Regions from separate parts of the Rattus norvegicus genome. Here region 1 is linked to region 2. Evidence: chromatin contacts called from public Hi-C data. All regions are on one chromosome and are shown on one strand. The core of a region is the stretch at or near the end of the contact, and the rest is flanking DNA. Distances in the headings are between cores, read along the strand shown.

Region 1 (6,587 bases), core at 1,441-3,940, 380 kb after region 2:
GTGGCTATTTTAATCTGATTCCATCTGCAGGGAGGGAGTCAGTGTGACAGAGGTGACAGATTCAGATCTCCCACTTCTGCCAGATGGCCCCACCCTTCTAGAGAGACAGTTCAGTGTAGGCTGCAGAAGCAGTAGGGGGCAGGGCTGTTATACTGCAGCCCCATTCCCTTAGACTACTCCCAAGTTCCGGAAGCAGCGCCGGAAGATTACACATACTGCAGTTATGCAGAAGGCAGCTGACAGGAGGGGTGGGGGCACGGGACTCCTTGATTCCAACCCTGTGCACCACATAGCATAGCATTGCTCTCAAACCCTCGGGAGCAAGGACAATGGCCAGGCTGCTGTGGCGTGCCTCCTGCCAGGCTCAGGAGCAGTTACCACATTCGATCTGTTTTGTGTTATTTCACCTTGTTCTCCTAAATGCCAAAGCTAATTAGACTTCCGGTCAATGCACTGAAGCAACACACACCCTGGGTTGCCTGACTCTCTGTAGTTCATTAGTGCAGTACTCCTGAAGCTTGGCTGAAGTAACACCCCTCCCCCACCAAAAAAAAGGCAACCCAGACCAGAGCAATTGGATCAGAAACGGGGGAGGGAGCCCAGGAAGCTTTCAAGGATCTTTAAGTGATTTCAATGTGAGGCAAATAATAAAAACACATCTGTAGTTTTTACCTCCCTCCCCCCCAACACACACACATGCCCATCTTATTTGGTTCATGGTGTTTAGGCCTCCTCCATTTATTTTTACTTGTCTTCCTCTGCTCAGATGCAGTCTCTGGAGGCTGTGCGTGCACACCTGAGCCCCGATGGTTCACTGCCATGCCCAGCAGCGGCCTACCAGCTCCAACCCCCGAAATCACCTCTTGGCATCTGCATCCCCACATGATTTGAGATGTCTGTCGCCCAAGCATCTGAGCTGCCTTGTCCCTTTTCTGCTTCATTCTCTTGAAAAAGTGCAACTACAAAAGGGTGACCCACAAAACCCCATAAAACCAAGTTCTTAGTATAGTGGAGTTCAATCAACTTCGTGAAGGAAAAAAAAAGGCTCTTTTATCTCCACTACCACAAAGGAGTAGGCAGTCATAGACAGCACTCCCCCAATCCCAGTAAAAAAAGAAACATCTTCATGACAACATAACAAATAAGACTGAGATTCTATTGACTCCAACCACATTGGCACACTGCCAAAAGGAAGGGGAGGGCAAAGTCTGAGGCCTGGTTTAATGTCCACAGTAGAGATGGTCATTCCCTGGTGTTTGTCAAATCTAACCTCCTATCTATGGAAACTGGAGCGAGGCAGAGTAATAGCACAGCCTGAAAACAGTGTGGGCTGGCTCTCCACTGTGTAAATGGGGCAGGCAGGGGCATTTAATAGATGTTCTACTAGGAATACTTGCTCTCCTAGCAAGGCAAACCCCTTTTGGAGAGGAAAGAATGGATGCTGAAAGCCACTGTCTCCTGGGAGCTACTCTGCTCATCTGTGCAACAAGGCCATAAGCAAACATCTCTCTAACAATGCAAACAAACCAAGCTACTGTAGGAGGCATTTAAAGAGTGATGGGTACATGATGTATCAAAACTTTCTTGTTTCTGAATACTGGTTACAGAGAAAATACATCAGCTACCAATTTATTAATCGTGTCACAGAATGCCGGGAAAGGGCTCAACCTCCTGGGAGTTATAAGGGGTTCTTGATATTGTGGTTTTGTTGTTCCTTACCCTTACATCAGCTCCTAAAAGTCTCATCTGTAATGGTCCAACTGTTCTCAAAAAATTATTTCATGATAACAGGAGGAAAGGCTGACGGGTGGTGCAACCCTCTTTGAATATCTTTCTAGCAAAGTTACAATACAGAAGGGATCCTCTCAGATGGGTTAAGGGCACCTCCTAGGTAAACCCACCTTCCAGCCTGGAACCGTATGGTGAAAGAGAACCTGCAAGTCGTCCTCTTAACTCTACACACTGCCATGTCATGAATGTCCTTTCCCAATAAATGTTTATAAAAAATTAATGAGTTAAGAACACAAAGTGCCACTAACCGATAATGCCCTTGAGGTCTTTTTAATACTGGCTAATGCTAAGCTAGATTCCCTAATCACCACCACCGCTGTCTGTGAAGAAAGGTTATCCGCGATGGGAAAAAGGGGGGTGGGGAGAGTCAAACCCGAGGCTTAGGGAAGCCCTTGGGGGTGGGGTTCGGCGAGGAGCTCCTGCTCTTGAACGCTTTTGTCCCCTCCTACAGCACACCCCTAAAAGCCCAGTCCCATTCTGCCAGGGACTGGCTGCAGGCCAACTTCGCGTTTCTAACGAGAGTCTCGTCAGCATAGAGGGGTCGTGACCTCTGTTCCCCAGGCCGCCCCGGAGTTCAGAGCGGGCCACACAGGGCAAAAATGCTGTGTCAGTAGCCGCAGGCTGGAGTTCCTGGGCCCGGGGGAGTCCGCTCAATGTTACCACCACGCAAGATAGGGTCCCCTCACCTCCATCGGTTGATGCCCACTGACGAGGAGGCCGCGAACCACGGGTCGAGGATGTAGACGCAGCGCACACAGCGCGCCCCGCGCACGGCAGCTAACAGCGCGGGGTTGTCGTGGAGCCGTAGTCCTTTGCGGAACCAGTGCACGGAGGACGCGCCGTCCGCGCCCATCGACTGCGCGGGGACCGTCGCTGCCACCACAGCAGCCGCCGCCATCGCCGCCCGGACTGGGTCTTGGTCTGCTGCTCCGCCCCTGGCCACACCGTCGGTCCCGCCCAGTGCCCGCCCAGCGGCCTATAATGCAGCCTCTCCCTGCCATAGCTCCACCCCAAGGAGCCTGAATCGTCTCTGTGATTGGGTGACACCGGGTGGGTCCCTCCCTCTGTTCCATTGGTCGGCAGCGCCGACGCAGGCCCCGCCCCCTCACGTTCCCACCATGTGTGGTCCGGGCTTGGTAGCCACCGGTCGGTGACGCAGGATGGCGCTGTGCCCGCCCCGCGTGGGCTGAGTCTGGAGGGACCCCGGATCTCCTACGCATTTCGCGTCTCCTACGCAAATAGGGATTGAGGTGACTCCGGCCGGTGGCTGACAGATCTGTCACCAGGCCCTTTCTTGCAGTACGTTGTACTGTTCATATTCGAGGCTGGCTGAGCAGTGATTGCCTTACACAAACTGTCCTATTTTCTATTTTCATCCCGGTTACGTTCATTCCACAAACACGAATAAAACAGATGCTTGTTAGTCTTATTCTGCAGATGAAGTAAGCTTAGGGCACTCCAGTTTGAATGGCTTGCGCAATACCATGAACCCAGTAAGATTCCGCTCTGAATCTTTCATTTTCAAAGCTTCTGCCTTTAACCCACTTCCTCGAAGAGAATCTTGGCATTTGCATGCAGAAAGGCATAAGGATGAAGGAGAAGCCCTTGTATGCGGCAGAAGTGGGTTTGGGAGAAAGGGTAAAGGTTCCAGAGGATGTGGGTTGACACAGTCATTATGTCCTCAGATGAATTTATTTCTTTTACGTTCTGTTTAGTAGACAGTGCCGTTATTTTGCACAAAACTCTTTACTGGATTTCATGTGGGAATCAGAAATGTGCAGGGTAATATTCTCTTATGTCTCCATTGGAAACCCTTTGATTCTTTGGAGATTCTAGCACAGGGCTTGCCCACGCTGTACATGGGCTAAGATGGGCTAGTTGGGATGGAGGGCTGGCGCTATCAAGCAGAGAACTGTTTCAATTTGTCCTTGTGTTGATCCCATGTGTAGACCCTTCCCCATCTTGGGAATGAGCAATGAAAGAATCTAGAATTTAACCAGCAAGTTAATAGCATTAATTGGCACCACTCTCTGACTACAGAGTCATTACAATCCTCTCATTTCCAGGGCTTTGGACATGCTGTTCCCTCACATAAATCACATGCCCCAGCCCACACCCTTGAATCTCCTGTTTTCCCTTTGACAGCTGTCATTTCCAGTTTCCTGGGCCCAAGCTCCAGGGGCTCATTTCATTTGGTTCTCCTTCTCCCCCCTCCCCCTCCTCTTCCTCCTCCTCCTCCTCTTCCTCCTCTTCCTCCTCTTCTTCTATCTCTGGTCTTAGCACATAGTACTGGGATTTCTTAGCTATTGTATGTCAGATCCATCAGACTCTAAGCCCTGGCATGCAGGGGCCTTGGCAACAGTCAGTTACATTTCCCAGGTCTAGCTCAGTACTTGGCACTGAAGGATCACATGAATCAAACATAAGAAGCTCAAACTGGCCAGCGCCTTAACGTCTATCACAGTCTCTGCCTGACTCTCTCCTTTGAGCCTCCTCTGCAAGTACTTGTTGAGTGAACTGATGTTTCCCTTTACTTTTCTTTAAACATTTGTTTTTTTTTCATTTTTTTTCTTTTTTCTTTTTTTTTTTTTTTTTCGGAGCTGGGGACTGAACCCAGGGCCTTGCGCTTGCTAGGCAAGCGCTCTACCACTGAGCTAAATCCCCAACCCCTTTTTCATTATTTTTAATCTCATGTCTGGGTACAAGTGTGTGCCCATGAAGGCATGTGTCTAATGGACTCCAGCATAGTGTTTCCGGGGGCTGAGAACTACCCGTGGGTCAGGTTCTCTGCAAGAAAAGTGCATACACACTGTTAACCTCTGAACCATCTCTCTAGGTCCCCCTTTCTTTTCCTTTGAGGTATTGTACGCCTTTCTCTTTCTTTTGTCTCCTTGGGTCCCCACAACACTGAGGGTCTGCAAGGAAGAGAACAGGGAGGGTAAGGAGGTGGTCCATTCACAAATGACTGTTCAGGGAGTAAATTCTTCTCTTCTCTAAAACTCCCATTGTGCTGTGTCTGTTGTACTGTGAGCTCTCTGCAGTCAGGGGCTGCCCTATCTTGTTTATGAAGAGGTTGAACTCAAATTCTGCTTGCTTCTCTGTGACCCTGGACAAGCTGGTCGAGTAGAATGGCAGCGGGCAGGCAGGCCCAGCTCTGGACTAATTGCAAGAACTTACGTCTGATCTACAGGTATGAGACAGAGAAGGCTAACTGACTGAGAATGGCTTTAGCTGAAACATCAAAGCCCAACCCCAGTGACACACTTCCTCCTACAGGAGCCACACCTCCTAATCCTTCCCAGACAGTTCCACCAACTGTGGACCAAGCATTCAAGTAATGGAGCCTATGGGGGCCACTCTCATTCAAACCACCACTAACAAGTAGTTCTTTTAACCTCTTAGTCACTCCAGGCTCCCTTTCTTAGTAGATACAGCAGGGGTGGTAATAGTTTCTTGGGCACAGTGAGAAGCTGTTATTCTGGAGACCAGGCCCTGCATCCAATTTTGCCTTCTTTGCAACTTCCAGGCCTTTTCTTACATATGACCTGTATTCCATAAATGACCCAGTGAATGAGACTTTTAATCATTTAAAAAAAAACCTCAAAAATTACAGCAATAATAGAAAACAAAGATAAGCCTAACAACTTAGCCATTTCTCATGGACACTATCCATAAACATCTGAGCCAGAGGGAGGGGCAGTGTGGCCTCAATTGCGTGTGAAGTGTTTCTATCTTGCTGTGTCACCATGTTTGTTTTGTGTGGCTTGCGTATTCAAGTTGATAAGGATAATTCACCCCACAGAATGGATGCCCAGTACTTGGGTAAATTACCTGGGCAACACTCAAGGGCCAGAATGTCAGTTCTGGCACCTGAAAGGACACTGGAGGACAAAGTCCACTTTGTAATTTTGTGCGTTAAAATGAGTACGGAGATACCGGAGTGAGGGCACACAAACCTGCACATGACTAAAGACGCAGAAATTTGAATTCTATTTTGGTCACCTCGGAGCTCCTGGCCTCCCTCACTAAAAGGACTGCTCCAGCTCTCACTAAAGGCAGAAGGAGAGGAGGACCCAAGGGGGGGGACCTGATACTTCAAGGATGTGATGGTACATCCAGAAAGTGAATGCTGTCTTCCCTGACGATGTTTAAGACAAATCATTCCTGTTTTGTTTGTTTCCTTTGGTCAAAATCCTCTATAGAGATCATACGGGGAAACTTTTCTGCTTTGGATCTGCCCTTCCAGTAAATATCTGATGATTGGTGAAAATGTGACGACGCAGAGGGCGGGGAAAAGCGTGGCGAATTTAAGGCGCTCACGCCCTCTAGTGGTAGGACTTGGGAAGCACGAGTCCAGCAGCCTCCAAGAATACACCCCCCCAAAATAATATTTGTCCTTTCAATTATTCAGTTTGAGGAGCTGCTAAGCTTTCTCTTAGTTCGGTTTGCAGCTCTACCATTAACTAATGAATGGTGTATTTATTTACTTGGGCGAGCTTTTTAATTTCTCCATGCTCCCTTCATTTGAAAAACAGAGAGGATAGCCGAGCAGACTTAGTGTCACATGCCTTTAATCCAGCTCCCTGGAGGCAGAGGCAAGTGGATCTCTGACTTTGGGGCCAGCCTAGTCTAGAGCAACTTCCAGGACAGCAAGGGCTACACAGAGAAACCCCGTCTCAAACAAAACAAAAAAAAAAAAAAAAAAAAAACCCCAAGTACAACAACAACAAAAGGAAAGGAAAGGAAAGAAAAACAGAGACAGGAGAATGATAGGTGCTGTGTAGGACGAGAGCACG
Region 2 (7,084 bases), core at 3,199-5,698:
GTCCAACACCTTGGGCGGTTTCCCCTTAGCTGAACTCCAGGCCATCAGCCCAGCAGGCCCAGCCTGGCGCTTGCCTCTCTCTGACTCACCCCGTTTGGACTTCTCCCACTCTTTAGTGGAAGGGTACCACTTTCTTCCCACCCCATCTGCCTCGCTGATTATTTTCAGCTTGGCTTGCAGAGGCTCAACGCTGCAATTACTCACCAACCTCAATGGCTCCTTCTGAAAATAACATTTGGGTGGAAGGAAACCTCAGTCTGGTGGGCTGGATTTTATACGAAATGGTTAAAGCATGGGTGTGGGGTGTGGGGTGTGGGGACGGGGGTGGGGGTGAGGGCAAGGGAGGAGCTTAGTGGTACAATTAAGAGAAGAATCTGGAAGAAAGTGAAGAGATGGAAGGCGTGGTAATGGTAAGGGCCGTTGCGGAGAGAAAACAGGCCTCCAGGACAGGGGTCCTTCTTCCAGAAGCTGCATGCCAAGTCTTCAAGCATGCTTTTAATTGAAGGTTCTGTTTGCTTTAATGACTTGTCCCCTCTCCTGATCTCTGAGGCCTGGGAAATCCATGTCTGCCTGGGGCCAGAAGAATTAAGTCTATGGACATACCAATCTATATCCAAGCTAGTGACCAAGTTTTCCGACCCCAAAATAGGAGACACATGGCCAACAAGATTTTTGTTCTCTTTCCAGGAGAGGATGGCATTCTGGGATATGTAGTTTCCTGTTGGAGTCACAGAAGTCCTTGCACTCACAAAGAAGCACTCAGAGAAGCAGGAATGTTAATCTTGCAGGGGTGTCTTCTCAATGAAGGAGATAAAGGCAAATACCTGCATTCTATCCAGAGAGCCAAGGGTGGATTTTGTTAACAACCTGGTGACCTTTCTGCTATCTGTGAAGGCAGGCCTCACCCACCTTTTGCTATAGAGGCAGACCTTTTCCAAATCCCCCAGCATGGTTATCTCAGACTCTTCCCCACTAGATCATTACCCCTCCTTAAGGGAGATGTCGCATGCACTTTGTGGCCTGCTGACCTCTAGGCCTTTTAGCTATAGAACCCATGCTCTTGGTCACGCATACTTTGTAAAGGAGTTTCTATGCAGTCACACCTCAAGCTTTATTGTGCACCTGGAATTGGACTGATTGTTGCCTGGAAACCTTTTAAATATGCAGACAACCGCCTGGCATCAGACTGATCCAGGTTGATAAAGTCAATCTGCACCTCGTTTTCCTTCTTATCTCTTCATGGGGTTCATTTCCATGACACCTGCAGGGACCCCATCAGTTTCTAGGCTGGGAAGTGGAATTTCTGAATGTTCCTGTGACCAATAGAGGAGAGTAGAGGAGGGGTGGAAGATCACTTACTGGGTAATGGGCTTGCTGTGCAGGCAGGAGGACCTGAGTTTGGCTCTCCAGTGCCTATGCACAAATCTGATTGAGGTAGCAGGCATTTGTGACCGCCCCCTCAGATCTAGGCGGGGTAGAAACAGACAGATCCTGTGGGCTTGCCATTCTAGCCAAATGTCAAGTTTCAGGTTCAATGAGAGAGGGGGGGGGGGGAAGGAGGGGGCAGGTGGAGAGAGAGAGGGAGAGAGAGTTGTGAAGAGCAATTGAACTGAGGCAGACACCTGATGTCAATACATGTGCATGCCTGCATATCATTCCCCTACACACACACACACACACACACACACACACACACACACACACACACACACACAGGGGGGGGGATTCTTGGGGAAAATTATGTATTTATGGGTTACTTTGGTTCAGGGAGGAAAATGAAAAAGCAATGATGGGAAAGCTTGTCCCAACCCTTGCTAGGGGAAGGGGAGGTGTGTGTAGTGACGTAGGGATTAACTGGAAGCCCCTATGTGATTTCTAAGGAGGCAGGGGCCAGGGAGAAGGAAAGGTGAGTGAGGTGAATTTTGGAAAGGGGAGTGGGAACAGCTCTACAGGTAACTTTAAAGCTTATTCCTGGAGTTTAATTTCAGATGGTTTAAACGCCTGGGTGAACTTCCAGTGGTAGCTTAGGGTCTTCCGGCCCTCCATTTCCTCACTTGCTAAGAGGGTTAAGTAGTGCTGCGGCTTCCATGGCTGTGAAGATGGCTGAGGAGGCTGTGCACTGGGGGTGTACTGAGCAGCTGATGCTTCAGGGGTGCTGCTGTGGTAAGGATGCTGGAGGCCTGGGGCTGCGTGTGTCTAGTCTGGGAGACTCCTGAGTTCAAGTCCTCAACTTTGTCATCATTTTTCATCCCTCATGTCACCAAGCAAAAGCCTGAGGGGATTTTTCAGACCCAGCACTGGTACCTGGGGAAGGAGCCTCAGACAGGCCAGAGGGTCCGTCTGTGTTCTCTGGGGGATGTCTCCATCCCTCTGGGACAGGGACGGAAGGACCTTTCCCTATTCAGGGTTCATTCTGCTCTGCTGCGTGGAGCAACATGATTTTAATGGGTGTCATTTTCCCCTGTCCCCAGATTCTGAGAGAGGCACTGGAGACGCAGTGGCAAGCCAGATCCAGGCTGTTGGTCCAGAGGGGAAGCAGCTCTTTGCAGTACTGTGGTTAGTTGCCATGATCCACACAGGTGCCAAAGCCAGGGCATGCAAGGGGTGGAGTCCTCAAAACCACCTCACTTTAGACAAAAGGAAACCCCACTGTAGTAGTGTGGTAGGCTGGGACGTGAGTACTGAGCTGGCCAGATCAAAAGTGTAGAAGAAAGTATTGCTGGGGCTGGAGAGATGGTAAGAGCAATGGCTAATCTTCCATGGATCTGGGCTCCATTCTTGGCATCTACATAGGAGCTTACAGCCATTTGGAACTCTAGTTCTAGGGAATGAGATGCCCTCTCATGCTCCAGGACACACACGTGGTGCACAGACATACATATAGACAGCACACGAGCGCACGCGCACATACCCCAAAAATAAGTTAAATTGTGTGTAGATAACTAATCTTTAAAAAGATTGAAAGGAGCTTCTACTGTGGGCATTCCTCAGTTAAGGCAACAAAAGGGCCACGTCACAGCTATTAATAGCAGAGTTAGTACAGAGCCCTGGTTCAAGTGACCCCCTCCCTCCTGAGTTCAAATCATTCCCATTATTCCCCGAACAATAGATTTTTGGAGGTCTTCATCCAGACACTGACATTTAAACTTGGCTTTGAAAGAGGGGTGGGATTTGGAGAATCTTTGAGTCCTTCCTGGATTGGGCTTTTGAAGGGAGGGTTTGGAATCACCAGACCAGTGGACTTTGTCTCTAGTTTTGTGATCTCAAGCAAATTGCTTAACTTCTCTGGGCTTCCACTTTCTTCTCTGTAAAGACGCAGAGAACTACTTCCTAGGGCATCAGGAGGCAGTAGAATGTGTACAATCCTTAGAGCAGTTCTGGAAACACTGACAAACTGAGCACCATGGCCATTATTACCTCCAGACACCCCAATGCGGTAGGTAAGACAATTTTAGCTAACAATAGCAACAACAAACATTTTTATTTGAATAGTTCTGAACTTATTTTCAGGCTATGGCTTCTCTAATGTTATCGTTTAGGGCAAGGATACATAAAAAAGGAATCGATTTAAAGTTAATTTAGAGAAACAGTTAATAAAATAAAAGTCAATTACAATCTATAACACAGGAGGGATGTGGATATGGAAGACAATCGTCTTCATCTGAATCGTCAGACATCTGAAAAACTGAACGTATAGATGTGACATGCTCCCTCCCGCAAGATAGGTGAGAGAGCGTCAGAAATCTGGAAGCTCAGAAAGGGAGGCCGACTCAAAAGCCAGCTAGCTCTTTAACTTCTCTCTCTGGGCTCCTTTGGGGCGATTCGGGCCTCTCTGATTTTTTTTTTTTTTTTTTTTTTTTGGATCACTGGGTCAGTCAGCCAATGCCTGCGGAGAACTCTAATTCAGCTCAGATCGCAGGCGCGATCTGCCAAAAGGTCTTCGCGCCTCTGGCTCCGCCTCCATCTCCGCCCCGCACATCTGGTGAAAAGATTCCCGCCGCGGGAGGGGCAGGGCACAGCCAGCGCATGCGCGTCGGCCTGGCCGGGGTGCCGCACCGCAGGCCTCCACTCCCAGAACCGCGTTGCAAACTGTTGCATCAGACAGCAAGCAGCGGGCCGTGCCGCCAAGGTTTCTAGGAAGATAGCGCGGTTTTGAGCTCCTCCTTGGTGGTTTAGGCGCGTTGGTTGCCCCTCCCTGTGTACACATGCCCGCAACACAAGCTCCTAAAACCCCAAGCTTGCAGGTCAGGGTAATATCCGAGGGATTCTGTTGCTCCTGTCCCTACGCAGGCAGGACCCGCTGAACTGTATTCGATTTACTTTCTTAACCGCAAGGACCCTGAAGGAAAGAACTGGGTTTGATTTCTCTTTCCGAGTACAAGAATGCCCCTGAGGAATTTCACACTCTGTGAAAGTGCAAAACTCATTTCCCCAGACTAAGCGCTGCAGACGTTTCCCCAAAGGGCTTGGCAAGCTCCCAGCAGGAATGCACTGGGAGAATTTCCAGCTCTGTACTCCGGGCAGCTGAACATTCAAAAGACCCTGAGCTGGGAAGCAGACCCTCTGGATGGAAACATTTCTGTAGGAAGACACTCTTTCCCAGATATATCTGCCTTACGGCATACCGCAGTGTGTTGGAGATTTGGGGCTTCAGACAGAATGCAGGACCACACATTCACACATAGGCGGCGCCTATACAGTGTCCTTGACTCGACTGGCTGTAACGCGTTTGATCTGCAGAAAAATTTGCCTCTCGCTTCTCCCTCACTCTTCCAGGTTCTAGTTCCGCTGACTTCCTCAAAGGGAAGGAAATGATACTCATCTAGAAGGGTTGGGGCAGTCTTGGGAGTGGAATGTTAAGGACACTAAGAGGTCTGGGGATGTAGCTCAGTAGGATCGCTGGCATGTACACATCTCTGACTGCCAATCCCAGCACAGAGAGGACAGATTAGGAATCCACCCCTTTCCAGAGACAGTCTGATTCTTACCTTCAATACTTTTCATTTTTTAAAAATAGGTCAAGGCCAAGATCATTCAATGATAATGGATTTTCCAGAAAGGGGGGGGGGGGAACTTGGCATTTTACCTTAAGTATTCTGTCCTTTATAGGGTGTGGATGGTGAAAGTCTATTTTGATTCAATAGTCTTGAGAGTTAACAAAAGCCCTGTGTTCTTCCTTCTCCTGAATATTGTGACTCACTTAATTCCAAGATGCAATTAAAAAAAATAACTTTATGCAGCACGTCCCAACAATCAATGCTGTTTAAAGTAGCATTTTCCTGTCAGCAGCGGAGTACTGTGTCAGTTTGGGGTTTTCATTGTAATTCGTGCTTCATAAATATGGCCCGATCTGTTTCAGTCGGAGTAGCAGTGCTTTTATGAGCCAAAGGAATGGGAGTTAGAAGCCAGCTGGAGAAGAAAGTTATTAATATCGTGGAGCAAGGCAGGAAAGTTGAAACCATGAGCCTTGGGCTCATGTTGGGGTCTCTGCTATAACCTTAGCTGATGTATGTTTCAGGTTGTCGTCACATGTCTGTGGACTGAATGATCTGACAGAAGGGAAGGCGGTACCCGGAAGGACAAAGAAGCCCAGTATTTTGCAGGAGGCACCCGAGGACAGCCTGAATTCTCTTGTGTTGAGTGAAGAGGGATAATTCTTCTGGCTCAAAAATAGCACAACAGAGACAGCCATTAGGTGACAAGTCTCATGAGATCCTTTCACTGGCTTCCCTGTCTGGAAAAGCCACCAGCTGCTAATGCTATAGTCAGGAGTCATTCTACATAACCACACCTAACGAAGTGATTCTTGATAGTCTCACCTGGATTGAATTTCCAAACAAACTTCTGGAAAAGTAAGATGCCTGAGGGATAGATCCAGGGTGGCAGGATCCCCCCACCCCTGCAACCACCCCCCCCTTACACCCAGATGGCTAGAGATGCAGGCATATTCAAAAAGGATTCAATCTCTTCATCGGGGCACTCCCATTTAGACACTAGACCCGGCCAAGACCCAGACCCAGACAACACTCCTGTTACAAGAGCCGTGATCTAAATTCCTCGTGGAAAGTCTGTCTGAATTAGGCACCTCATTTTAATTCCCAGTTCCTTTTTAAGTCAGGTCCCTCCTTCTCGAGAACCACATTTGAAGTTGCGAGCTGGCCTTCCTTCTGTTTTTGCTATTTGTGTGCCAGTTTCATGGGTGGGGAGAGCCACGTTAATTTAAAAATATAGCACAAATAGCAAAATGAGGCTTAGTTTAAAGTGAAAACCACAGAAAGGTTTTTCCCCTTCCCTTCTGTATTTTTCAGATTTTCCTAGATCCACCTTTATATCCTCTGAGCCCAGACATAGAAAGTGCATGAGCCTCACTGGATGCTCTTCCAAACCAGAGCAAGAAGTCTCCAGCTCACTCTCTCTCATGCCACCTTTAGATTTTATTTTTCTGTTTTAGATATTTGAGTTCGGGGTGGGGGCTGTCAGAAAGCTGGCCAAGCTCCCAATTCCATGGTAGGTTATTTCTAAGCACCCGTAGATTTTGGGGTTATATAACCCACATCTTCGAATCAGTTGTGTCCACTTGTGCATTCTGGGTATTGGGAATGTGGCTTTTAAGGAAGTTCCTAGATCAAATCCCGGCCTTGTTAGTTATTAGCTTCTGACTTTACATCAGACAGGAATCATGATCCACATGGTCCAGGCCATAGTGAGCCAAGGTCTAAAAAGGACCTGGTGCGACCAATAGGAGGCGGCTATTATGAAAATAGACCCTCTCATCTGTCGGCTCCCTCTTTAGTCACCATCTCCCATTTTGGAAAAGGAAAGAATATTCGTTATCTATTTCAAATGGAGGGTCTACCTCCATTTTAAATCAGCCACGGGCTCACCAGAAGGGAAGACCAGACCAGACCAGACCGAGCTGAATTTGCAAACGCTTAGGCCTTTTAACCGAATGGAATCTCTGCCTTTGCCCCTTAGCAGAACAAAATCTAACCGGCTGGGACTTGGGAAGCCTTGAACGAGTGGCGATCGCTCAGTCTAAAGAAGCAGGTCTAAATGCGGGTGTGGGGGCAGTCACCTGGGGAGG

Evidence for each region. A called contact is a pair of places that touch in the nucleus more often than the background predicts.
Region 1: a contact with region 2 is called in a Hi-C map of the A7r5 cell line, with 8 times the contacts expected there. The contact joins the promoter of Cry2 here to the enhancer-like site in region 2. A contact is called at or near these places in 6 of 12 Hi-C or Micro-C datasets (the A7r5 cell line, Schwann cells, frontal cortex and 3 more) and 1 of 1 datasets of contacts at active chromatin or transcription factors (oligodendrocytes).

Annotation. Positions count from the first base shown.
Region 1 is chr3:98,857,747-98,864,333 of GRCr8, forward strand. It overlaps Cry2 (cryptochrome circadian regulator 2), which reads right to left and starts at 2,691. Exons shown (of 12, transcript NM_133405.2): 1 at 2,478-2,691. The coding sequence starts at 2,689. All of the region lies in intron 2 of LOC102546693 (a long non-coding RNA gene), which reads left to right.
Region 2 is chr3:98,478,458-98,485,541 of GRCr8, forward strand. No RefSeq gene overlaps it. Among named protein-coding and RNA genes, the nearest start is that of Creb3l1, 33 kb to the left of the region's middle. Within about 2 kb of position 4,449, at least 73 of the 93 cell types and tissues checked have an H3K27ac peak or open chromatin away from gene starts, as enhancers often do. A contact at or near this core is called in the A7r5 cell line, Schwann cells, hepatocytes and 1 more, where this site is marked.